Linked DNA regions of Capra hircus: region 1 is linked to region 2. A link is a contact called in public Hi-C data. All regions are on one chromosome and are shown on one strand. The core of a region is the stretch at or near the end of the contact, and the rest is flanking DNA. Distances in the headings are between cores, read along the strand shown.

Region 1 (5,498 bases), core at 1,092-3,591, 89 kb before region 2:
GAGCAGTGTGTGATGTCAGCAGACATTGGCTGTGACCGCGGTTATTACTGTCGCCACCACCCAAGACCCCTGGCTGATTTGTGGCCAAGCCAGTGTCCGCCCTGCCGTGGCTCCTCTCCAGACTTTTAGCCAACCGGAGTGCCTGCTGTGAAGTCAGCAGGGAGAGCAAAGAGTGCGTGTACCGCCTTCATGTGTCCATGTGTCTGTGTCTGCTGTCCTGTGCAGCCACGTGGGTCTGGGCTCCATCTGCCAGTGTGTCTGTGTGCACCTCTACAGATGTACAGCTGTGTGGGTGTGTGCCGTGAGTGTGCCCTCGGCATATGTGTGAGAAAGAAGGGGTGACTTAGAAGCAGGGTCCAGGTCGGTTTGGGGCAGGAGGGAGAGCCTGGGAGCTTGGGTTACTAGAGGGTCCAGAGTTGAGGGCACTCGGGGCCCAAGGGGGAGCCTCCCTGCCCAGAGAGCCCTGACTCTCGACTCCCCCCACTCACCAGCGCCGGGCTTATTTCCGCCTCTGGAATGCGGCACTGGGGGGATTCCTGACTGTGCCGGACCACGTGGAAGACATGAAGGCGGGCCGCGTGGTGGTCTCTGAGCCCCGAGCTGGAGGCAGCAACATCTGGTTCTACGAGGATGGGCTACTGAAGAACCAGGTACTGGTTTCGGGGCTGGGACAGCGACATCAGGGCCCTCAGACCCTCACAAGCCCACCTTCAGGAGTCCCAGCCTGTGCTCAGTCGGAAACAGGAGCCAGTCTTGGGCCAGAGAGGCAGAGAGATACAGACACCGGGACCCTGGGGAGCTGGAGAAAGCAGGCTGTGTACCCTTGGGCAATTCAGGCTCTTCCCTGGGCCTCTGTCTCATCTGCAAAACAAAGCGGCTGGGCCAGAGGCTTCTAAGGGACCTCCCAGCTCTGATAACCTGTGACAGATCTGGGTCCTATTATTAATGACAGATTTGGGAATTCTCTGGTGGTCCAGTGCTTAGGACTCGGGGCTTTTACTGCCAGGCACCCGGGCTTGAACCTGGTTGGGAAATCAGATCCCACAAGTCATGAGGCATGGCCAAAAGGAAATGATAGATTCATTGCGCAAATCTTTCCTGAACACCCGCCATGTGTTTGGCCCTCCTGAAGCTTGCTTCCTAGTGGGGAGAGAAAGAAACGGCTTCAATGAGTCCTAGGCGTTGAAAAGTGCTTGGAAAAATACATGAAGAAAGGAAAATAGGGAATACCAGTATCTCTGACAAGGGGAGCCCTTCCTGAGAAAGTGGCGGTGGAGGGGACACCCTGCAGATGTCTTCCTTATGAACATCATGATGTCTTCACGTGAACATCGCATGGAATCCCTAGAGGGCACTAGAGGGCAGGTCCTATTATACTTCCCATTTTATAGGTAAGGAAACCAGAGCAGAGTTTAGTAACTGGCTGAAAATCACATAGCCAGTAAGTATGTGGATGTTTGCTGCTAAAGCCTGTGTTTCAAGAGTCAGTCATGGAAGTCTTCCTGGAGGAGTTCATATTTTCCCAGCTCTTCGATGGTTTCTCACATTGAACCAGAACCCTTTCAACAACCATCCCCCCAGGAAAACAGAGCTCAGAAAGATCAAGACGTTTGCCCAGAGTCACAGTCCACGAGAGCCAGAAATTCAAAGCTGGGTGTATCAAAGTTGTCTTAGGTTTGGCAGAGTCCCTGGGGGAGGGCCGGTGCCTGACGATCTCCTGGGGGCCTCAGGTGGCCCCCACCATGAGCCTGCAGGTGATAGGCCCCCCCAGCACAGGCTCCAAGGTGGTGCTGTGGGCTGAGAGCCGCCTGCCCCGCCAGACATGGAGCATCAGTGAGTCGGGCCACATCTGCAGCCAGATGTTTGAAGGTCGGATCCTAGATGTGAAGGGTAAGTTGGGCATGTGTGTGGGAGAAGGCCCCTGAGGGCAGTGGAGTCCCCAGCTCTTTCTGACCATCTCCCCGTCTCTTACCCCATCCCCTGCAGGCGGCCGGGGCTACGATCGGGACCACGCAGTGCTGTGGGAGCTGGCCAAGGACAGGGCGTCCCAGATCTGGACTGTCCATGTGCTTTGAAACCTCCCTGCCACCCCCCAGCCCTGGAGGCTCTCCCTGGGATGACATGTTTTTATAGGGTTTTTTGTTGTAACATAAACTGTTTTATACTATGTTCCCAGGTATCCTTGACACTGCACCTTGATATTTGGGGTGGGGGGCGGGAGTGAGGTTTTATTCACGTGCCTTCTGACTTGCCTAGGCTCAGGTGGGCTTGCTTCTTCCCTCCTTCCGGTTCGGGCGTTCAGATGCAAGGCCTCCCTCTGCCACCAGAGGGAGCCCTGGGACCAGACTGACTGCAGAGTGTGACCTTGTCACCGCCTCCCTGAAATGATGTGTTCCCGGAGCGCGGGCTATGGGAGCACGAACATGAACCAAGCCTTGGTCCCTGTGCTCAGGCAACCCACAGTCCAGTGGAGGATTCCAACGGGTAGGGTGATACATTCAGTGACAGGCAAAGAAAGGAAGTGGAGGCATGCACAGGGGAGGACTTGAAACTATATTTAGAGGCACAAGGCATGGAACGCTGCCCGGAGGAGGGAATCCTCACCTGCGATGTGGAGAATGAGAAGGAGTCAGCCGGGCTAGAGGATGGCAGAGGGGTGCAGACAAATTCAGGGGTGGAAGCCTGGAAGTCCAGTGTGATGGGGGCAGGGTGGGCCGGGCGAGAGAGGCGAGTGGGAGCCACACCTCAAAGGGCCTTGCTCGCCAGAGCCTCTCAATTTCTCCCAACCCTGGTCTCAGGCCCTAAAGGTTTGATCTCAGTCAGATAAGCCGGGACAGGGGGTCTTGGTCCCTAACCCGGCTCAGAGAGGGCAGGACATAGTCCTTCAATCTAGCAGACCCTTGGCCTCTTGGCTGAGATCCTCCAGGAAGAGGCAGAGATGGGGACTTCTCCAGGGTCCCTTTCCCTCTCTGTTGATCCCAATTCCAAGAGGGGTACGAGTGGTTAGAGCAGCTGTGTGTCCTTCCTGCCTCCTAACCCATGGGTAGGTGGGAAAGAGACAGACAGCGGCCTCTTCACCTTTCTCAGCGCCCCCGTGGTTGGAGGCGTGACGACAGGAGGCTGGCTGTGAGGGAACCGCTAGAGGTTGGGCGGGCAGTTCTCTCTGACTCTGTTGTTCAGAAGAAACTCAGGTAATGGAGTGGGGGACTTGCCTCTGCAACTGTGGATGCCCAAGGTCTGGGTGGGTGTATGTGGGTCCTCTGGGACCTCCCTTCCTGAACTCCCAGGCACCGGTGACCAAATGCAACTAAAGAGAGGGTGACTACGGCAGGTTCTGGGCTGGGTCCTTTCAAGGGGATCCAAATGGGTAGGGCCCCAGCTTCCAGGCTTTGGGGCAGGGAAGGTGGGGTGTGAGCTCCCTGGTGCCACCTCTCCTGCTGATGGGGACACAGGCAGCCCCTGGGTGCTGGCTCTTCAGGTCTGGTGATGTCCAGTGACCACACGTAGGACCCTGCTCCAAGTACACAACAGCTTTATTGACCCCCAGCTGGGAGGTGCTTCCTCCTCCATGTCAGAACCTCCCTGTGTCAGCCATGGGCCCCACCCCAAGCTCTGCCCATCAATTCCTATAACCTGCTCATCTCTAGCATCAGCACCTCCCAAGGATTGGGGGTGCTTCTCCTGCTAGTGACGATGGCCGCTGTCTTGGGGGGGCATGAGATGAGGGCTGGGGCGTGTCAGCTCAGGTGAGGTGGAAGAGCTGGATGAGGGTATTGGTCAAGAAGAAAAGGATGCTGCCACCGGCCAGGCTGCTGAAGGCTGGGGAGCCACTTTGGGGTTTCTTGTAGGTGGTGAAGGTGCGGTTGCTTCCCAGGACTCCGGTTTGTATCTGCAAGAGAAGAAGTGGGGCAAGCCCGGGGAGGGGTGAGTCTCAGGTGTGTTGTTTAGAGACCCAGTTCTCCCACCCCCAGACTGTAGCCCCCGGTTCCCTGTCCTGAGGGTCGTGACTTCTGCCGCAACGTCCTGTGGGGAGGGCTGGCGGCTTCGGGCCACAACGGAGGCAGGGTCAGAGGCAGTCCCCGGTCTGTGTGCCCTGGAACCTTCCTTTCATGTCCACCAGGCCACCCGTACCTCCAGCATGCAGGAGATAGGGAAATCTGTGGCTCCAGGCCTTGACCTTGATAGCCCAGCCAGGGCCTTAACCTCTCTGAACTGCAGTTTCCTCGTCTAGGGATGGGAAGAAGAGCCATCATAGTCGTGGGGGAGGTCACGGGAGACCAGCTGGAGAGAAAGCACCTGGTAGAGTGTGGGTGGGTGGAGGTAGGGAGGGTGTGGCTTTTTCCCCCAAAGAGATGGCCAGATGGTGATCAAGCTGTTCTCAAAGCCTGATCACTCTGCAACTAAAGCTGCCCTTGATGGAGATTAAGCTGTTTCTGATGGTGACCAAGGTGTCCCTAATGCTTGATCAGGCTGTTCTCGATGGAGAACTCGATGGCTCCCTTCTCCTCTACTGAGAATGCTGCCAAAGCTGCCTCTTGGAATAGCAGTTGATCTTGAGACTCTAGCTGTTTCTGGAATGGGAGATTTCTATCTTCTTAGCATTGCCAAACACTCAGGCTCCTCACCCGGGGTGGCGGTTCCTTGCTATCTCCATCAGGCTCCGTTTGAACCTCTCCCGGCCCCCCTCCTAACAGGACCATTTCCCCAGGTTCCCTGTGGGGTGATGCCATTGTCACTCAGGGCTGTCTTCCCAAGCCTCTTCATCCCCTGTTATTCCACAACACCCTTTGGGGGCCTCAGTATGCTGGCACCCTGTCAGGGTGCCCCAGCCTCAAGTACCAGAGGCAGCAATGCTCAGGGGAAACCTCCCAACAATCTGACCCCAACCAGAAGAACTGGAAGGCTGGGAGCCAGGTGTCCGGAGGCCTTGGTTCCCATGGGAGGAAGGCTGGGTGCCAGGAGCCTCCAGGCCCTCCCCCCGCTGCCAGGCAGGTCTGAGGAGCCTGGGGTGGTGGTTCCAGGGACTCCAGGGGGCTGCTCTTACCTGAACCATAATCAAGAGGCTGATGGTGAAGAGGAGGAAGAGGAAGCCTTTCATCCTGAGAAGCTCTCTGCGGCTGTCTGGGCAGCAGCTTTTGGAGATGAACTCAGGGCTGTCTGCAGGCCTCTTTGGGCTTGGCTGCTTTTGAAGGAGGGTAAAGCAGGGAGGCGGGGTGAAGGGAAAGAAAGGAGGGCCTCTGGGGTGGGGTGGGTACTGCTGCTCTTCTACAGACCTTGGGATTGAGGATGCCAGGCCCCAGCTCCACAGCTCTGGCAGGTGATGGACAGGTTCTGGAGTGGAACTGGGGCACATCCCAGGGCATGGGAGGTGGGCAGACCCAGAGGCAGCTGGAGGGCAGTAAAGAGGGCCCAGGGTTCAGAGTCCTGCAGAGTGGGGATTGAATCTTGGTTTAATCACCTATCAATTCTGGGACCCGGGGCCAGAAACTGTACCTCTC
Region 2 (5,141 bases), core at 1,871-4,370:
ACCTGGCTTCCTTTCCTCCCTTGAAATCTCTGACTTGGATCTGAAGTTCTAGAGATTGTATTCTTATATTTAAGGGCTTCCCTGGTGGCGCAGAGGTTAAAGCGTCTGCCTGCAATGTGGGAGACCTGGGTTCGATCCCTGGGTCGGGAAGATCCCCTGGAGAAGGAAATGGCAACCCACTCCAGTATTCTTGCCTGGAGAATCCCATGGACGAAGGAGCTTGGTGGGCTACAGTCTACAGGTCGCAAAGAGTCGGACATGACTGAGCGACTTCACTTTACTGAGCTTCACAGATTCTATTTTTTTAACAAACTGAAGATCTGTGGCAACCCTGGTGTCGAGCAAGTCTATGGATGTCATTTTTTTCCTGAAGCATTTGCTCACTTTGTGTGTCACATTTTGGTGATTCTTGCAATATTCCAAGCTTTTTCAACATTATTACATCCGTTATGGTGATCTGTGATTAGTGAACTTTGACATTACTATTTTAACTGCAGGAGTAGTAGAACTAGTAAGAGGACTAAAATTAGAAGTGGAGCCTGAAGATGTGACTGAATTACTGCAATCTCATGATAAAACTTTAAAAGATGAAGAGGTGCTTCTTATGGATGAGGAAAGCAGTTTCTTGAGATGGAACTACTTTCAGTGAAGATGCTGTCAAGACCGTCGAAATAACAACAAAGGATTTAGAATATTACATAAACTTAGTTGATAGAGCAGTAGCAGGGTTTGAGAGGACTGACTCTGGTTTTGAAAGAAGTTCCACCATGGGGAATATACCATTAAACAGCTTTGCATGTTATAGAAAAATTGTGAAAGGAAAAGTCAATCAATGTAGTAAACTTCACTGTTGTCTTATTTTAAGAAATTGCCACAGCGACCCCAACATTCAGCAACCATCACCTCATTCAGTCATCACCCATTAACATCAAGGCAGAATCCTCTACTGGCAAATTAGTAAAGAGATTACAAATCACTGAGGGTTCAGATGATGGTTAGCATTTTTTTAGCAATAAAGTATTTTTTAATTAAGGCATGTACATTTTTAAAAGACATAATGCTATTGCATACTTAAGGGAATACAGTAAAGTGTAAACATAACATATAATACTGAGAAACCAAAAAAATTTGTGTGACTCGATTTATTCTGGTGGTCTGGAACCCTACCCACAATATATCTGAGGTATGCCAGTCCTTAATACCCATCAAGCACTGTGCTAAAGATTCTATAGTATCATGTCTTATGTTTAATACTCACATCAAACCTATGAGGTAGTTACTAAGCCACCACAAGTTGGAGTTTCTGTCTCAGACATAGCCAGAACTGCAAGTCCCAAAGCACTTAGGAGCTGGGGCGGCGGCTGCTGCTGCTGCGTTGCTTCAGTCGTGTCCGACTCTGTGCGACCCCATAGATGGCAGCCCACCAGGCTCCGCGGTCCCTAGGATTCTCCAGGCAAGAACACTGGAGTGGGCTGCCATTTCCTTCTCCAATGCATGAAAGTGAAAAGTGAAAAGTGAAGTCGCTCAGTCATGTCCGACTCTTAGCGACCCCATGGACTGCAGGCTACCAGGCTCCTCCGTCCATGGGATTTTCCAGGCAAGAGTACTGGAGTGGGGTGCCATTGCCTTCTCCGAGGAGCTGGGGCAGCTCATATAATTTCTTCACTTTCCCACTGGTCACCACCCAAGCTCTATTTCCCAAGTTGCTATCCAAGAACTAGATTTTGACTGTTGTTAAGTATTCCTCTTTTGAAGAATTATAATCTTAGTGTGGAATACATTTGACAGCTGTTGAGAGAACCACATCAAGACAGGAGAGGATTTGAAGGGATACACAGACAGCGGACACAGACACACTAAGAATCTCACACCATTACACTATTTCCATTGCCTTGATCATTCACTGAACCAGATCTAAAGAAAAGCCAAATCCTTGCCAAGATGTTGCCTTTACAAAGGAGTCCTGAAACACACCACACCATCAGATTATTATAAAACATACAAGGCCTAAGGGCAAGAAATGAAGCATGGTTATCTTAATCGTCCTTGTATCACCACTCCTCCCTTCCTAGCACACAGTATTCAATTCATCAACCAAAATTTACTGAGTGCCTATTTGCCTGGCTCTGTGCCATGTGGTGGAAGTAGACTGGTGCAGACGACAAACAGGGTTCTGATCCTTCCGTTTAATGTGCTGAACACCCTCTATTGAATAAATAAGCTTCAACACACTTTATGTGCATCCAGAGAACCAGCTCCTCCCTGTCTACAGCAGGGATCCTCAATCTTGGTACTACTGATACTGGAGTCGGTAAGTCTTTGATGTAGGGCTGTCCTGCAGGTTGTTCAGCAGCACCCCTGACATCTACCCATCGGATGCCAGGAACAATCCCAGAGTTGTGAGAACCCAAAACGTCTCCAGACACTTAAATAGCTTGTGGAGGGGGAAGCAAAACCGTGCGGGCTCAGAAACTCCATCCTAGCGCCTTCACGAGCGCTCTCGGTCCCTCCGACCTTCCTTCTCTATTCATGCTCCAAATCTTGGCTCAGACTTCGCTTCCTCCGGCAGGGCTCCCCGCCCCCTCAGACCTGTTGGTGCCTAGGGTTCCGCGCTCCGTACTTCTCCACCCGGCACAACCACCCGGTTGACGTCTCCTCTCCCAGGGCTACGCGCTCCTAGAGGGCAAGGAACTTCCCTCCCGCCGTGCCCTGGCGACCGGGACCGGGACTGTACCTCACAGAGGTCCCGCAACTGCTGTGGAATGAGGGATGGAGAGAGCAAGGCGATGAAAGCGGGGGGCGTTATTTCAGAAAGCCGGGGCGTGAGAGACCCAAGGCGGGCAGCTCAGCCGCTCTGCGCATGCTCTTCGCTCTCCCTCGGCCCCCCACGGAGGCAGGTCGACAGTGCCTGAGGCTCTGCCGGGGCTCTCCAAGGAAGGCACAGGGTTTGTCAGTCCAATGAAGGCCCGGGAGAGAGGACTTACGTGGGCTTGAAAGCGGGCAGCAAAACCCCTCACTCAGGAACACCAACCGCGGCGACCGCGTCTGCCACGGACAGCGGCTCGGCCCCCTCACCTTGCTTAACGGCCGTTAACACACCCGCCAGGCCGCGCGCCGCGCGCTCCGCCCAGGCCCCGCCCCTTTCTGCCCATCTGCGACCAATCAGAAGTAGGGTCGCGCGGGTGTCCCGCCCTTGCACGCCGCCCTCGGCGCGGGGAACGGACGGATCTCTCTGCGCATGAGCCAGTCGCGGCTCTGTGCCGTCGCCCCAGCCCCTCTGCTGGTCTCGCTTCTGGGCGGAGCGCTGCTCACCGGGCCCTGAAGTGGCCTTCTTGGGCCTGTGCAGATTGAGAAACTGGGCGCAGCTCATTCCGGGATCCCAGCCTACTCCCATTCCTCACCACCTATCAGTACTCCCACCTGAAACAGGGGGTCACATTGTGACCCGGAGTTAGGCTGTGGTCGGGGTCAGGACTTGATCTGGTTTACATAACAGGCCATGGTCAGTCTGTGACCAGGAGTCAGATTGAAGGGTATGGGATCAATTTTGCCTCCCTACTCAAACGTCCTCCGCTCTCATTTATATTTTAATGGAGATTTTTGGCGCTAATTTCAGAGAATAGTCACAATTTTCAACACAGTTTAAGTTCAGTAGCTTCCTTTTAACTTTATTTTGTTTCATTCTGTTTTCTTTTTGAGATATGTAAGCATAATATAGTCAATGGTATTTCCCCCTTATACTTTGGAATATTTTCTTTTTTTTGCCCCAGCCTGTGGCTTGCAGGATCTTAGTTCCAATCTTAGTTACCCTACCAGAGATTGAACTGAGCCCTCAGCAGTAGAAGCCCCAAGTCCTAGCCATTGAACTGCCAAGGAATTCCCTAGGATATATTTTATTTTAGTTATTTTAAAATATTTTTATTTATTTATTTGGTGGCTTAGTTGTGGCACATGGGATCTTGAGTTGCAGCATGAGATCTAGTTCCCTGACCAGGGATCAAATGTGGAGCCCTGCATTGGGAGCACAGTCTTAGCCACTGGACCACGAGGGAAATCCTGACTGGATATATTTTAAGTGTGGGCAAGGGTTAATACCTTTGTCAACAGGGCTATTTAAAAGCTCTCTCTACTCCAGACTCATAAAGTAAATATAAATTCCCAATGAAATGTAATTAATTGTACCAATTTAATGTGTGTGATTTTTATGTACATGAAAAAATATGGATTGATCATTTGACTTAATTTTTTTTCTGGAGCTGTTAAATCATTAAATAATAAGAAAAGATTTTGCAAATGAAATGTTAAAGACTTTTAATTTAGTTGCTTGTAACAACATATTTCCCCAAGAAATTAATTTCTAAAATGATTATCAGTCAGTTCAGTTCAGTCTCTCAGTCGTGTCCGACTCTGCGACCCCATGAATCGCAGCACGCCAGGCCTCCCTGTCTATCAACAACTCCTGGAGTTCACTCAGACTCAATGTCCATCGAGTCGGTGATGCCATCCAGCCATCTCATCCTCTGTCGTCCCCTTCTCCTCCTGCCCCTAGTCCCTCCCAGCATCAGAGCCTTTTCCAATGAGTCAACTCTTCACATGAGGTGGCCAAAGTACTGGAGTTTCAGCTTTAGCATCATTCCTTCCAAAGAACACCCAGGACCGATCTCCTTCAGAATGGACTGGTTGAATCTCCTTGCAGTCCAAGGGACTCTCAAGAGTCTTCTCCAACACCACAGTTCAAAATGATTATAGATACAAATAAAAGCAGTATTTTTTAAATGAAACAACAAAATAGGCATAGGGCCTTCTTGGGATTTTGTGAAAGTACCACCTCTGTCCGCCTCTAAAGCCTGTCCTGCTTTGTGGTTCACACAAAGCAGTGGTGCTTCCTGCCTTCAACTATCCTCTCTGCAGGGTCAAAGCCTGTGTTTTGTGTGCTGTTGAATTCCCAGTAGATTCCAACCTGTTTTTGAATGAATAAATCGTAGCACACTGTTGCCTATATCCACCCTCTGTTAGGAAAGGGGAGTTAATGAGGCTGGAAATAATGATCAGAATAATATTATATTCATACCGGCGGTGCTGTGCTTAGTCATTCAGTCGTGTCTGACTCTCTGCAATCCCATGGACTGTAGCCCGCCAGT

What was found. A called contact is a pair of places that touch in the nucleus more often than the background predicts.
Region 1: a Hi-C map of blood shows a contact between it and region 2, with 2.6 times the contacts expected there. The contact joins the enhancer-like site here to the promoter of CEP85 in region 2. A contact is called at or near these places in 2 of 5 Hi-C or Micro-C datasets (both in blood).

Annotation. Positions count from the first base shown.
Region 1 is chr2:9,166,859-9,172,356 of ARS1.2, reverse strand. It overlaps AIM1L (absent in melanoma 1-like protein), which reads left to right. Exons shown (of 22, transcript XM_018056341.1): 20 at 492-650; 21 at 1,731-1,890; 22 at 1,987-2,171. The coding sequence ends at 2,075. LOC108637283 (a long non-coding RNA gene) reads right to left here and starts at 5,327. Exons shown (of 2, transcript XR_001918921.1): 1 at 5,045-5,327; 2 at 3,516-3,889. Within about 2 kb of position 2,341, at least 3 of the 5 cell types and tissues checked have an H3K27ac peak or open chromatin away from gene starts, as enhancers often do.
Region 2 is chr2:9,079,070-9,084,210 of ARS1.2, reverse strand. CEP85 (centrosomal protein of 85 kDa) reads right to left here and starts at 3,120. Exons shown (of 15, transcript XM_005676818.3): 1 at 2,985-3,120.